Regions from separate parts of the Sus scrofa genome. Here regions 2, 3 and 4 are each linked to region 1. Evidence: chromatin contacts called from public HiChIP or PLAC-seq data. All regions are on one chromosome and are shown on one strand. The core of a region is the stretch at or near the end of the contact, and the rest is flanking DNA. Distances in the headings are between cores, read along the strand shown. Region 1 overlaps FNDC3B (fibronectin type III domain-containing protein 3B). Region 2 overlaps FNDC3B (fibronectin type III domain-containing protein 3B). Region 3 overlaps FNDC3B (fibronectin type III domain-containing protein 3B). Region 4 overlaps FNDC3B (fibronectin type III domain-containing protein 3B).

Region 1 (2,786 bases), core at 76-2,575:
TCATTTGCTCAGGCCCCCAAGCGCTTTGACTCATTCTTGGGGAATGCCTTCTTGGAGATGAGAGAGTGGGGTTTTCCTTTGTCCATCAGAGACCATCTTTTACATAAGGGCCAAATCAGTGACCCTGGCAGAGTATGAGTGTTTTGCCACATCACAGATATTCGCTGCCACATCACAGATATTCGCTGCCACATCAAAGGGTGGTTTCTGAGAGCCAGGGAAATGGCTTCCTCCATGGTAGTTCCTGTGGAAGACAGCTAGACAAGGAAGGATTTGATGATTCAGAGACGTCCATAGGTGCCAAAGGCAGAGCTGAGTTCAAAGGAGCCCTCTCTTGTAGGGACCCTGGCCCAAGACATCTACACACCAGGAGCAGATTCTCTATACTTTTTACCATTTGTTACATGTACAGGATGGTGTTATGCATTTGGGCTGCAGACTTTGTGGGGAGCTTCCAGCTGAGGCTAAATTACCTATGCGCATCTTGATCCTTAGCACCTGATTTATCAACTCATTTGTCACCCTTGTTGGTTGCCAGCTGGAGGGTGGCCACCTTGGGCCTTGTCTCTGTGGGTGAACTGAGCCCATCCATCCCTTGGTTCACTTATAAATTGTACAGGCAGCCTGTTCTAAAATCACCCCCTGGTTCCTCCTTTCCTTGCCCTTCACTGGGACAGTTGCCACACATTGATCTTATCAGAGCATCTGACATCAGGTGAACCTCTGTCTTTGGAGAGATATGGAGGAACATTATGTTCATTTGTTTTAGACCAGGAAACTTGATGAGCATCCTTGGCTATTTCAGGTATCCAAGCCTCTCCCATTAATATAAAAAAACCAGTGTGTCAGGGAATAAAATACATGCAGTATTTATTTAGTAACATGCAGCCACAAACTACCCCACCCCCTTTTCTTACCTTTGAAAGTTCCTCTGTGCCAGAGTAGTCAGTCAAATGAAAGAGGCATCACTGAGGGGAGAGTGAGGTTTGGCACAGAGAACTTTTGAGTCCACCCAGATGTGGAGTATCTCCCACCTCCCTGTTATGAACCCCTTCTTATATACGGTTATGCTGAACACATACATGCTGTTTTATTCCTCAAGCCAACATTTGTCTTTGATGCTGTGTAGGGTCAGCCAGTGCTGGAACAACTTCTAAATATAGATGTACTAGCAGACTAAATGCTTGGGCCTGGCAGTAGTTCAGTTGGCCAGTGCAGCCTTATTTTTTATTTGATTTATCGTTGATGTTCCTGACAGGTTGAACTGGCTGTTACAGAGAGTGTCCAGCCCAGAATCACTCAGCCCATGTCTGGATCCAGCAGCCATGGGCTGTGGGCACATGACTACCAATAACTAGATGCATGTTACTTATTTAGCAGGCAGTTATCAAACCTGGTATGAGCAGCTTGGGAAGGTAGCAGGCATGGCTGTGAAAGAACCTGTAAGAGAAGGAGGTCAATGGGAAGAGGCCATAGGTCAAGAAAACATCAGAAAGAGTACAAGTCACATGATCAAAGGGAGCTGGATTCTAGCACTCTTGTGTTTTCTTGTGCCAGGAAGAGGAACTGGAAGGGTCTCTTCCAATCTGTTAATTTGAAGGCAATTGAAAATATCAGCCAACTTCATCTATTAGTACCAGTGTTGGAAATATGAGCTTCTGAGATTATTGGTGCAGTCCAGGGTCATTGGAAATGTTAACCAGAGGAACCATATTCCCCACAATGCCCAGAATTATTCCTGGCAGGAAATACTGTGGCCTGAATTAGCAGTAGTATGTGTGAGTTACATGTATAGAATTGGCCATGGATATGTTAAGTTCCTCAACAGGAAACAAACCCATTTTGAGGATTCATCTTCCCAAGTACTGAGGACAGCTTTATGAAGATACTAAGTTAATCAAGAAGGAAAACTGACTTGAAAAAATACCTTTGTTTGTTCTCAGTTAGCAGCTACTTATAAACATATTTTACTTTAAAAATTAGTTTCATTTTATGAAAGAAATCAAATACTTTTTATACTTTGATACCAGTTTTCAAATAAGCAAACCCATCCGTATTGACTTTTCTGCTGGAACGTTATTGCATTATGTGTATAAACAGATACCAAAGAGAGGAGAAACCTGATTACTTGTGGAAGTCCTTTGAAAGGTTATTTAATTTGCTCACTCCTGAGGCTTTAGGCCATGCCATACCTAAACCATGCCCAAAAGACTTTTGCTTGACTATATTTAAAAATCTCTGAGTTCCCATTGTGTTTCAGTGGTTAATGAACCCGACTAGTATCCATGAGAATGTGAGTTCGATCCCTGGCCTCACTGAGTGGGTTAAGGATCCCATGTTGTGGTGAGCTGTGGCACAGGTCTCAGACACAGCTCGGATCCTGTGTGGCTGTGGCCGACAGCTGTAGCTCTGATTTGACCTCTAGCCTGGGAACTTCTGTATGGCACAGGTGCAGCCCTAAAAAGCAAAAAAAAAAAAACAAGACAAACAAACAAAAAAAACTCCCCACGATCCTCTATAACTTTTGGGATAGCATTCTTAGAAAGTCTTAAATCAGTATAAAATGTTACTCCATAAGATGAAGTAATTTCATTGCCATTGATTAGCAATTTTGGTGGATCCTTATCCTCAGCAGTCTTGTTACATTTTTAGCTTCTATAGGAATAATTAAAAAATCTATTTAGAGAGGCCTTACTTTATTAGACGGCTTTGAGGGGAAAAGCATGTGGAAAGTAGAAGGCTTTACTCAGGCATAAACACTGGTTTATGTTAACTAACCAGTTAAA
Region 2 (2,786 bases), core at 128-2,627, 210 kb before region 1:
CACATCAGGGTGTATGTAACAGGGAGCCTCATTGCCGGCGTAGATCTAACTCAAGGAGTTAATCTCCTCATTTGGTGCTGATGGTTATGCTTTGTTCCTTTTGGTGCCGGTGCCGTTACATTTCTTTTTCTCTTTTTCTCTTGTCATCTGAAACTAATTTGTGTACTGTACTGCTAACTCACATCTTGAATTAATGTAAGGAAATTTGGGTCATCGGCCCATGGAGTGAGGACCAGGACATTTTGTTACTAATTTGAAGGCCAGGTCCACAGACTTAAAACTCTCCCAGCAGTGATTAGGAGTTTGGTTTTTTCAAGTTAGAAATTCTTCCTAGTGTATAATTGCTTTCTCTGGCCTTTGGAAATGGATCTGTGGTTCTCTCCTGAGAATCAGATATTTTATGAAATTGGCTGTATGTTTCTTAGTATAGGCTGGGGCCAAAATACCATGGAAAACCTTTTTAGACTTGGAGTGGGGGAAGCAAAATAAAAGGAAAAAGTAATAACCCAGTTGCCTAGAGTGATATAAAAACTGAAGACCCTTTGTAATATTCTTTTAAAATAAGTTGTTCTTTAAAAGCTATGGGGGTGTATTTGGACAGAATTAAATGTCTTACTAACGGTGAGGATCTATTTTTCCAAGTGCCCAGCCCCCACCCCTGCATTAGCATAGAAATTTTTTGGTAAAGCTGGGCCTAGCAGGTAAGGAAGGTAACAAACACTTGCTCCCAGGAGAGAGGCAAGTTAACCACAAGTGCTCACATGGCATCCCTTCCCTGTCAATCAAAAGAATAGAACTGGCTGGGCATGAAGCACTTGTGGTTTTAGTGTTAGGATGTGTGGTTAGGGGGAGGGGTTGTGGGGGCCTGTGGTTGTCACCAAATTCTTTGAAATGGAAGTATGGGTAAGAATAAAGAGAATAGGAGTGAAACCTTGGTGCTCAATGTGGAAAAAAAAGTTCAGAGGATTAAAAAATTGCATTGTAGTAGAGATCACCTGTTTTTATTGGTTTGTTCTGATGAGTTTTGCAGTACATTCTTTATTTGTAAAGGGTAGTGGTCTCAAGAATGGGTTCATTGCAAGAACTCTGCTGTGTAGGAGGACAGTGTAGATGTTCCTCCTTGGATAAAATGTACTTGAGCTCTGTGGTAGCTTTGGCCAGCTCAGATACACATCTGTCTTGGGGAGAAGGAACCCAGACCGGGATAATGAGGGTTTTGTTGGGGTGATTTCTCATGAGGCTTTCTGACTGACATGAAAAACAGTTACAGCTCAGTTATGCAGAGATCACACATCTGGCTCACTCAGCTTTCCTCAGAGCTTCCCTCAGATAGTCAGTAAGTGGTAAAGGAAGATGGCGCAAGGCACAGAGGGGAGCTTCTCAGACCCCCAGAGACTGCTCCACTGTGTGTATATAACCAACAGCCTTGCTCCCAGCCAAAGGAAGATGTCAGGCAGCAAATTCTCAGATTTAAGGGGGTGTGGTTTGTGGTTCAGCCTAATGAGGAAGAGAGAAAAAAATAAAATGAAACAAACATAGAATTTAAACATGAGACCTCAAAGTAGGGGTGATTTCTCTAGGTTTATAAAGTCAAAATGCTTTACTAACTCCCTAGTACAGCACCTTGTCTTGTGACTGAACACAGATTGTAAACAGTGACCCTGTATCCCTAAGAAGAAACAAAGTTCTGGTCAGTCTGCTCTGTAGTAAAATAAGAACATGTGTCATTCCATCCACAGTTATTACAACGTTCTGGTCAGTCTGCTCTGTAGTGAAATAAGAGCATGTGTCATTCCATCCAGTTTGGGCCTTAAAGTTAACTGTTTGGATAGTAAGCCTTCCACATTCATTGCTTCATTTAAAAAAGTCCTGTCGGCTTTCTTAAGCACATCACATTCTCCAGGTCTCCCCTCAGAGCAGTGGGGCTGAGGCACACTTGTTTAAGTTGACTTACCCACCAAAACCCAAGACTCACTTTTGGGGGAGCTGTCACTGTTAAATGATTGAAGACTGGCAAGCCCTCCTAAGTCTCTTAGCCTGACTTAACCCTCTTTAACTGTCAATGTTTAGGGCCAAGTGGTCTTCCCAATGTATAACCTGAACATTTGTCTCTCTGTTTGTATTGGGAAAAGTCATTACCTCTCTCCTCCCACCCCCATCACTAGGGAATAACCAAAAATATCGGAATAACCATAGTACATACTACTTTGTACCCTGAGGTTCATGTTTTGCATCAATGGTTTTCATTCTTTTTCCTGCCTTTTCCCTTGTCTTTTCTACAGTCCACGGCACAAAATTGTTTCTGCTCTATGATAATTTAAGGACTGGTTGGCAGGCAGTTGCCTTGTTAAATAGCTGGGCATTATCGTTTCTAAAGAAAATTTATTGCTTTTTCTTTGTTCCTTGAATTCCAGGTAAATAAGTGAACATATCCTATATATGTGCATGGAGTGGAGAAAGGGGTATTTAAACATTGTTGGCTTTGTGAACCACCACCTCTAGATCAATCTCTTACCTTGTATTCTAGGTAGGATAATATCTGACTTTCCTTTGGTGAAACTCTTAGGGATTAGAAAACAGGCCTTGGATTTTTAACAAGCTGGTGGCCTAAGGAAAAGAGAATTAGCAACTTTGGTTATGAAAAGTGAGATGCTTTGGCACAGTTTATTTATTCTTCCATTTTTCTTCATAATTAAAGATGTAGTTGTTGGGTGGTTGAGTTATGTACTAGGAGTGTGTAAGTTCCCACTGTTTGCTGTCTAAGGAGTGATTGTACATACAGTTGA
Region 3 (2,786 bases), core at 156-2,655, 160 kb before region 1:
GGATAGGGGTCTAATTGGAGCTGTAGCCACCAGCCTATACCAGAGCCACAGCAGTGCCAGATCCGAGCCGCGTCTGTGACCTACACCACAGCTCATGGCAACACCAGATCCTTAACCCACTGAGCGAGGCCAGAGATTGAACCTGCAACCTCAGGGCTCCTAGTCAGATTTATTAACCACTGAGCCATGACGGGAACTCCTTTCCTGTTTCTTTTACTAATGCCCTCCACGGGACTAGATAGTTTCTTTAGCAGACCTGGTATTTTTGGAGAGAAAGATTTGACCTTTGAGCTGTCCACCTAAGGAGACCTTTCTCCAAGAGTGGAGGGGAAAGCCCTCAACTTAGGAAGTTTCTGAGAAAATTCACACTTTTTTCTTTGGGTCTTTTTTTTTTTTTTTTTTTAATTTTTTAGGGCTGCACCTGTGGCTTATGGAGGTTCGTAGGCCAGGGGTCGAATTGGAGCTACAGCTGCCAACTTAGGCCAGAGCCGCAGCAATGTGGGATCCGAGCTGTGTCTGTGACTTACACCACGTGTTATGGCAATGTCGGATCCTTAACTTGCAAGGCAGGGATTGAACCTGTGTCCTCATGGATACTAGTTGGGTTCTTTACCCCTGAGCCATGGTGGGAACTCCACTTTTTTTCTTTTTAAAGGGTCTCTGGTCTAAATCTACAGCAAACTAAGAAACTCCTAGCCCAGCTCTTTTAGCATGTTAAGTTAATCATGTTGGTTTATATGAACAGGATTGATTTTGGACCTTACTAAGCCACCTACATAAAGTATGGTTTTGTCATTTATTCAGTGTATCTCTTTGTGCAGGGTGATTTTTTTGCCTCCTGTCCTAAATCCATCCTGTGAGATACCATGATAACATCTGGTGTGCTTTCTTTGTTTACTGTTTTTATTGTGTGTGTTTAGAAGAAAAAAAGTCCCTTGTGATCACTTTAGTGTGTCAGCTCTTTAGGTCAGGTTTTCCGTCCTGACTCAGTGCATGTCAGGGCTTTGGAGATTGGTGGGTTGGGTGTGCAGAATTTCCTCTGTTGGACCCAGGAGCCAGAAAGCCACGAAGAAGTTTGATTTGGCTCTTGGTAGCCTTTTCCAAATATGAATTTGGATGCAGTACAGTACGTCCTCTAAGAAAATGAGGAGAAGGGAAAACCAGTAACTCTATAACTGGAAATACTTGGGGAACATTTCAAAATGGGGACGCTCTAACCTGTAGTATTTGGAGTCTCCCCTAAGCTTGCGTCTCTGTGGTGTGCAGAGGCCAGTCTTGTTTCTCCGGACTGAGCACTCCCTTCGCTTAGGAAAACCATAGAGCAGCCTCTGTCCTGCGGGTGTTGCACGCTGACTTGCTCCAGACAGTCTTGAATGTGACCTGGCAGCCAGTGCAGTTTCCTGCTGACGTGGCCTCCCACAACTGAGCCGAACAGAGCCGCTCACTGTGCTGAGGGAGGAGCGGCCCAGGGCATGAATCACCAGTGGGATAAGGAACAAATTAAGAGGGGAAAGCGCCTAGCTGTTCAGGTTTCCTTCTAGATATACTTAAAAGACACCTTTTTTTTATAGGAAGGGAGGAGGAGGAAGAAAAACAGGAGTGAAGAATGCCACAAGAATCAAACAGTGATTTTGTTTGGCCATAGGAAGGGTTCTTATCAGCAGGAGTTAACTTCTGGGGTGAGACCCCGTCTGCCGCAGACATCTGAGAGGATGCTTTAGAAGGCCAGACTGGGCTGCAGCCTGCAGCCTGCTCAGGCCACACTCATGCAGAGGTTGGTGGGAGTGCAGGCTCCCAGGCATGTCCTGCAGACAGACATTCCAAAAAGCAAATCAAAAGTTTAGTTTGTGTCTTGGTGGAAAAAGCTCTCTCAACTTGGTAGGAGCTGGAGAAAGGGACTCTTGAGAAACTGTTTCGGAGCCAGTCCTGTTTTGTGGTTTTCCCATCAGTGGTGTCAGCATTCCCTTGGATGCTCAGTATTGGCTAATGTTTCACCCACTGCTTGGTACTTTGAATTTGCGTATTTGAAAAGGTCCAAGTATAGCTCCTTGCTACCTTCCAGTGGGGCCAGAAGTCAATCTGTCATGGAATTTTAGAGTGAGATGGAACTTCAGTTCTGATCTAGACCTCCAGTGGCTTCGTCTGGTTTTTCAGGGTTGCTGTAGAACCTTTTTTTCATTCAATTTTGCCTGGACGTCCTCTATACAAAATAGAGGCCAGTGGAGCTGATTGAGGCACACTTGCTACTCTTTCTTCTGGTAAAGGGTTTTAAAACTTTTCTCCAGACCACCTTGCCCTCCTAGTAGTTGAAAAACCACTGATCTGATCCACCCTTTCCATCTTATAGGTGAGGGAATTTTGCCTCAGGTAGCTCACTTTGTTAGGTAATATTATAATGACTTTGGAAGTGCCTTAGAATAAAAGTTCTTTGATCTGCCTCTTGCTTTTGAGCCTCCATAATCTCTTAGTTATTGTAATAGCCTCACCGCCTCCAGCGCAGCTTTAGGGTAGGCGGTAATGTTGTAGTGCTGCATTGTGTATGTTTGCAGGCTACAGAGCTAGAAATCTTGCAGGAGTACAACCCAGATGGTGTGAGTACAACCCAGATGGAGTCACTATTCTAGGTGTGAGGTGAACTGGGGGGGTGGCAGTAAGACTGAAGATGAAGGGAACCATTTGAAAGGAAGAGCCGTCAGCACTTTTAAGCATGGTTAAGTTTTTAAAGTATGGTTTAAATTACAGAAATTGGATATGGAAAATTAACCAAGAGAACTTAGTCAAAGATG
Region 4 (2,786 bases), core at 123-2,622, 130 kb before region 1:
TGCAAAGTGGACCATGACTCTCCTGGGGGTTTGGTAGAGCAGACTCCTGGCCCTCTTGCAGATCTATTGAGGAGGAATCTCTGGAAGTAAGGCTCTAGACTCTGTATTTTAAGAAGCCTCCAAAGTGATCTTTGGGCTCACTACAAATTGGTAGCCTGAGTGATTTAGTTCTAAGTAGGTATTACAGTCTTTCGATATATCCCATGGTTCTCTGAAGACAGGGTCCGTGCTGTACGTGTACGTGTGTGTATGAATAAAACTTCTCAGAATAAGTTGTGGTCATCTGGTTTGTCTCTTCATGTAACAAATATTTGCATGCTTATTGTATACAAAACCTTGTGTTAGTTGCTGTGGGAATAGAGGCAGAACAGATCTCAGTGACTGATGAGTTACGAGGGACATGGTTTATGGCTGGGTTTATAGCGGGGTGTGGGAATCTCGATGTGCCATTAAGAGAAAAGGGAACACAGGCAGAGTGGGCAGCAGCTTTGGGAGAGGAGATGCCTGTGTAAATGGGAGTCTTTAGAGTGATGATGAAATAAGCCTGAATTTCCACAACTAGTTATGAAACTGGTACCCCTTAAAGATTCATAGTATTGTAGACTATGGGGGAAGGGGAGTCTTTTAGATGCTGTTTCAGTCTCTTCAGAAGCAGGAAAAACTGGTATCATTTGGAGGCTATCTGGTTTAGGTCAGAGGAAAAATATAATGAGGGAAGCCATTATGTTTAAAGATGACCTTTCCTCTCAGACTTGAGAGAGGCTGGTGTTCTTAATAACCTCTAATTGATTTTGAATCTCTAACAGAATGACCCCTAGAAATAAAATTTGAAGTGATGTAGGCATGCTAAGTAGATATGTTCATTTAGTATTTTTAAAACATGCCTTTAGAGCTTGCTCTCCATGGTCAAGGAAAGTGTTGGCATGTCATCTTTAAAGTGCGCCACCAGGCTCCCCTCTTCCTCCTTGGCTAAGGGAGGGGGGCACAGACTGCTGTTCTCACCCACTGAGTGCATTTCCACAGGTAGCCTCATGGTGTTTCCCCAGACTGCTTAATAAATGAAAGTCAACTGTTACTGCTTTTTCCTTACTTTGGCCTGAAGATGATGCAGGGTGGCCTGTTGAGTTTCAGAGGGTCTTAGAATTCTAACCAGAAGTAGTATTAAGTGTGTGTGCCCTTCTCAACAGCAGTGGCCTCAGCACTGAGTTGTTTTTGCAGTTGTGGCTGTGACTTCCCTTCGTTCCCCCAGAATCGGTATGGTACACTGGGAGAAATCCTTTGCCAACAGGACCGGAAGTGACAAGTGAAGGTTGGGCTCAGTGGAGGAGAACAATTCAAGGAGCTGGTGTAGTCACAGGAAGGACAGAGTCAGGAAGAAGCATGAGTCAGCCTGGTGGTTGTCCGTGGTCTTCTCACACCAGCCGCAGCAGATCTGGGGACAAAGATTGAGTCAGAGCTGCCTGGCCGGAGGTCTGGGCAGCGCAGTGGATGTGATATGCCAGACACCAAGAGAACTTCCTGAGGCTTAGAGCTTTCTGGGCTCTTCTTGTTGTGTGGGAACCTATGATGAGCACCATGCTTTTTGCCTCATCCCCTATCCTGAGCCTCAGCCCTGGCAGAGCCCTGGAGGCAGTACTGGGTACATTTTTGCCAGTGGTGCTTTCAGAATAAGTGGTCAGGGTGTGATTTGCATTTGGCATTATCAGCAGTGCTACACCCAAATGCAAATGCTAAGAACCTGTTAAGGACAGAGGACTCTAATATGGAATCTTGAAGAAATTTCTCTACTTTGAGCATAGTATGCATGTTTTTAATGCCAGTGGAAGTAAAAACGCATTGGTAATTTGGAGTGAATTTTAAGGGTTCTTATAGTAGAATCTGTTTAATTTAGTGACAGGATGTAATGAACTTTGAGTACATGAATGAGACATAGAGATGAAGAATTTTACTTGTTTAAAAAAGGGTTAAAAAAGAACTGAGTCTTACACAAAGCTTTCTGCTCCAAAGCCCCACCCCTTTTGCCACACTAGCGGCAGAGAAATTACAGAAAGCTGATTGTGTTGTCTATTTGGCAAGTCAAAGCAAGATACAGCAAGCTAAAAAGATGACTATCCCAGATTGCTTTCACTTTCTGTGACATAAAGGTTCTAAATATAAGAAATAAGAAGCCCCTGGGCAGTTGCTCTTTGGAATTTGTGTGGACAGATCCAGGTCATCCTTGTACTTCTTTGTGCTTTTTAAGAAGTGAGACTTTCTGATTAGGGGGTCAGAATTTCTGTCTGATAGCTCTTAAGTTTGATTTGTTACAAACTTTAAATTTATAATTTCTGATAAAATAGGAAACAAAAATTGCTTTCTTGCTCTCGATTTCATTATCAGAGGTTTACATTAGTCACGTATTAAAACCTTGAATTTCTCCTCTACTTTACAAATACATTAAACAACTCTGATTTTTATTTCATTTTTGCTCTGTTATTAATGCATTTGCTTTAATTAATTATATGTCCAGTATGGTTCTTAAAGAACTTTGTCAGAATGTGTCATTTTTACTGACTTTTGGCTGTTGTTCAAATATAGTAAAGTTATTAATTGGTCTTAATGTTTGCTTTATAAGAAAATGCAATCTAGGAGTTCCCATTGTGGCTCAGCGGAAACGAATCTGACTAGGAACCATGAGGTTGCGGGTTTGATCCCTGGCCTCGCTTAGTGAAAGATCCGGCATTGCTATGAGCTGTGGTGTAGGTCACAGACGTGGCTCGGATCCCGAGTTGTTGTGGCTGTGGTTT

What was found. HiChIP or PLAC-seq counts read pairs in DNA pulled down with a chosen protein or histone mark.
Region 2: a contact with region 1 is called in an H3K27ac HiChIP or PLAC-seq map of skeletal muscle, with 4 times the contacts expected there. The contact joins two enhancer-like sites. A contact is called at or near these places in 1 of 47 Hi-C or Micro-C datasets (epiblast stem cells) and 2 of 2 datasets of contacts at active chromatin or transcription factors (alveolar macrophages and skeletal muscle).
Region 3: a contact with region 1 is called in an H3K27ac HiChIP or PLAC-seq map of skeletal muscle. The contact joins two enhancer-like sites. A contact is called at or near these places in 3 of 47 Hi-C or Micro-C datasets (embryonic fibroblasts, epiblast stem cells and heart right ventricle) and 2 of 2 datasets of contacts at active chromatin or transcription factors (alveolar macrophages and skeletal muscle).
Region 4: a contact with region 1 is called in an H3K27ac HiChIP or PLAC-seq map of skeletal muscle, with 2.2 times the contacts expected there. The contact joins two enhancer-like sites. A contact is called at or near these places in 1 of 47 Hi-C or Micro-C datasets (embryonic fibroblasts) and 2 of 2 datasets of contacts at active chromatin or transcription factors (alveolar macrophages and skeletal muscle).

Annotation. Positions count from the first base shown.
Region 1 is chr13:110,858,981-110,861,766 of Sscrofa11.1, forward strand. The region is part of intron 11 of FNDC3B (fibronectin type III domain-containing protein 3B); the gene reads left to right. Among named protein-coding and RNA genes, the nearest start is that of GHSR, 130 kb to the right of the region's middle. Within about 2 kb of position 1,326, at least 11 of the 83 cell types and tissues checked have an H3K27ac peak or open chromatin away from gene starts, as enhancers often do. A contact at or near this core is called in skeletal muscle, where this site is marked.
Region 2 is chr13:110,651,249-110,654,034 of Sscrofa11.1, forward strand. The region is part of intron 1 of FNDC3B (fibronectin type III domain-containing protein 3B); the gene reads left to right. Among named protein-coding and RNA genes, the nearest start is that of FNDC3B, 65 kb to the left of the region's middle. Within about 2 kb of position 1,378, at least 12 of the 83 cell types and tissues checked have an H3K27ac peak or open chromatin away from gene starts, as enhancers often do. A contact at or near this core is called in skeletal muscle, where this site is marked.
Region 3 is chr13:110,699,211-110,701,996 of Sscrofa11.1, forward strand. All of the region lies in intron 3 of FNDC3B (fibronectin type III domain-containing protein 3B), which reads left to right. Among named protein-coding and RNA genes, the nearest start is that of FNDC3B, 110 kb to the left of the region's middle. Within about 2 kb of position 1,406, at least 51 of the 83 cell types and tissues checked have an H3K27ac peak or open chromatin away from gene starts, as enhancers often do. A contact at or near this core is called in skeletal muscle, where this site is marked.
Region 4 is chr13:110,727,944-110,730,729 of Sscrofa11.1, forward strand. All of the region lies in intron 3 of FNDC3B (fibronectin type III domain-containing protein 3B), which reads left to right. Among named protein-coding and RNA genes, the nearest start is that of FNDC3B, 140 kb to the left of the region's middle. Within about 2 kb of position 1,373, at least 38 of the 83 cell types and tissues checked have an H3K27ac peak or open chromatin away from gene starts, as enhancers often do. A contact at or near this core is called in skeletal muscle, where this site is marked.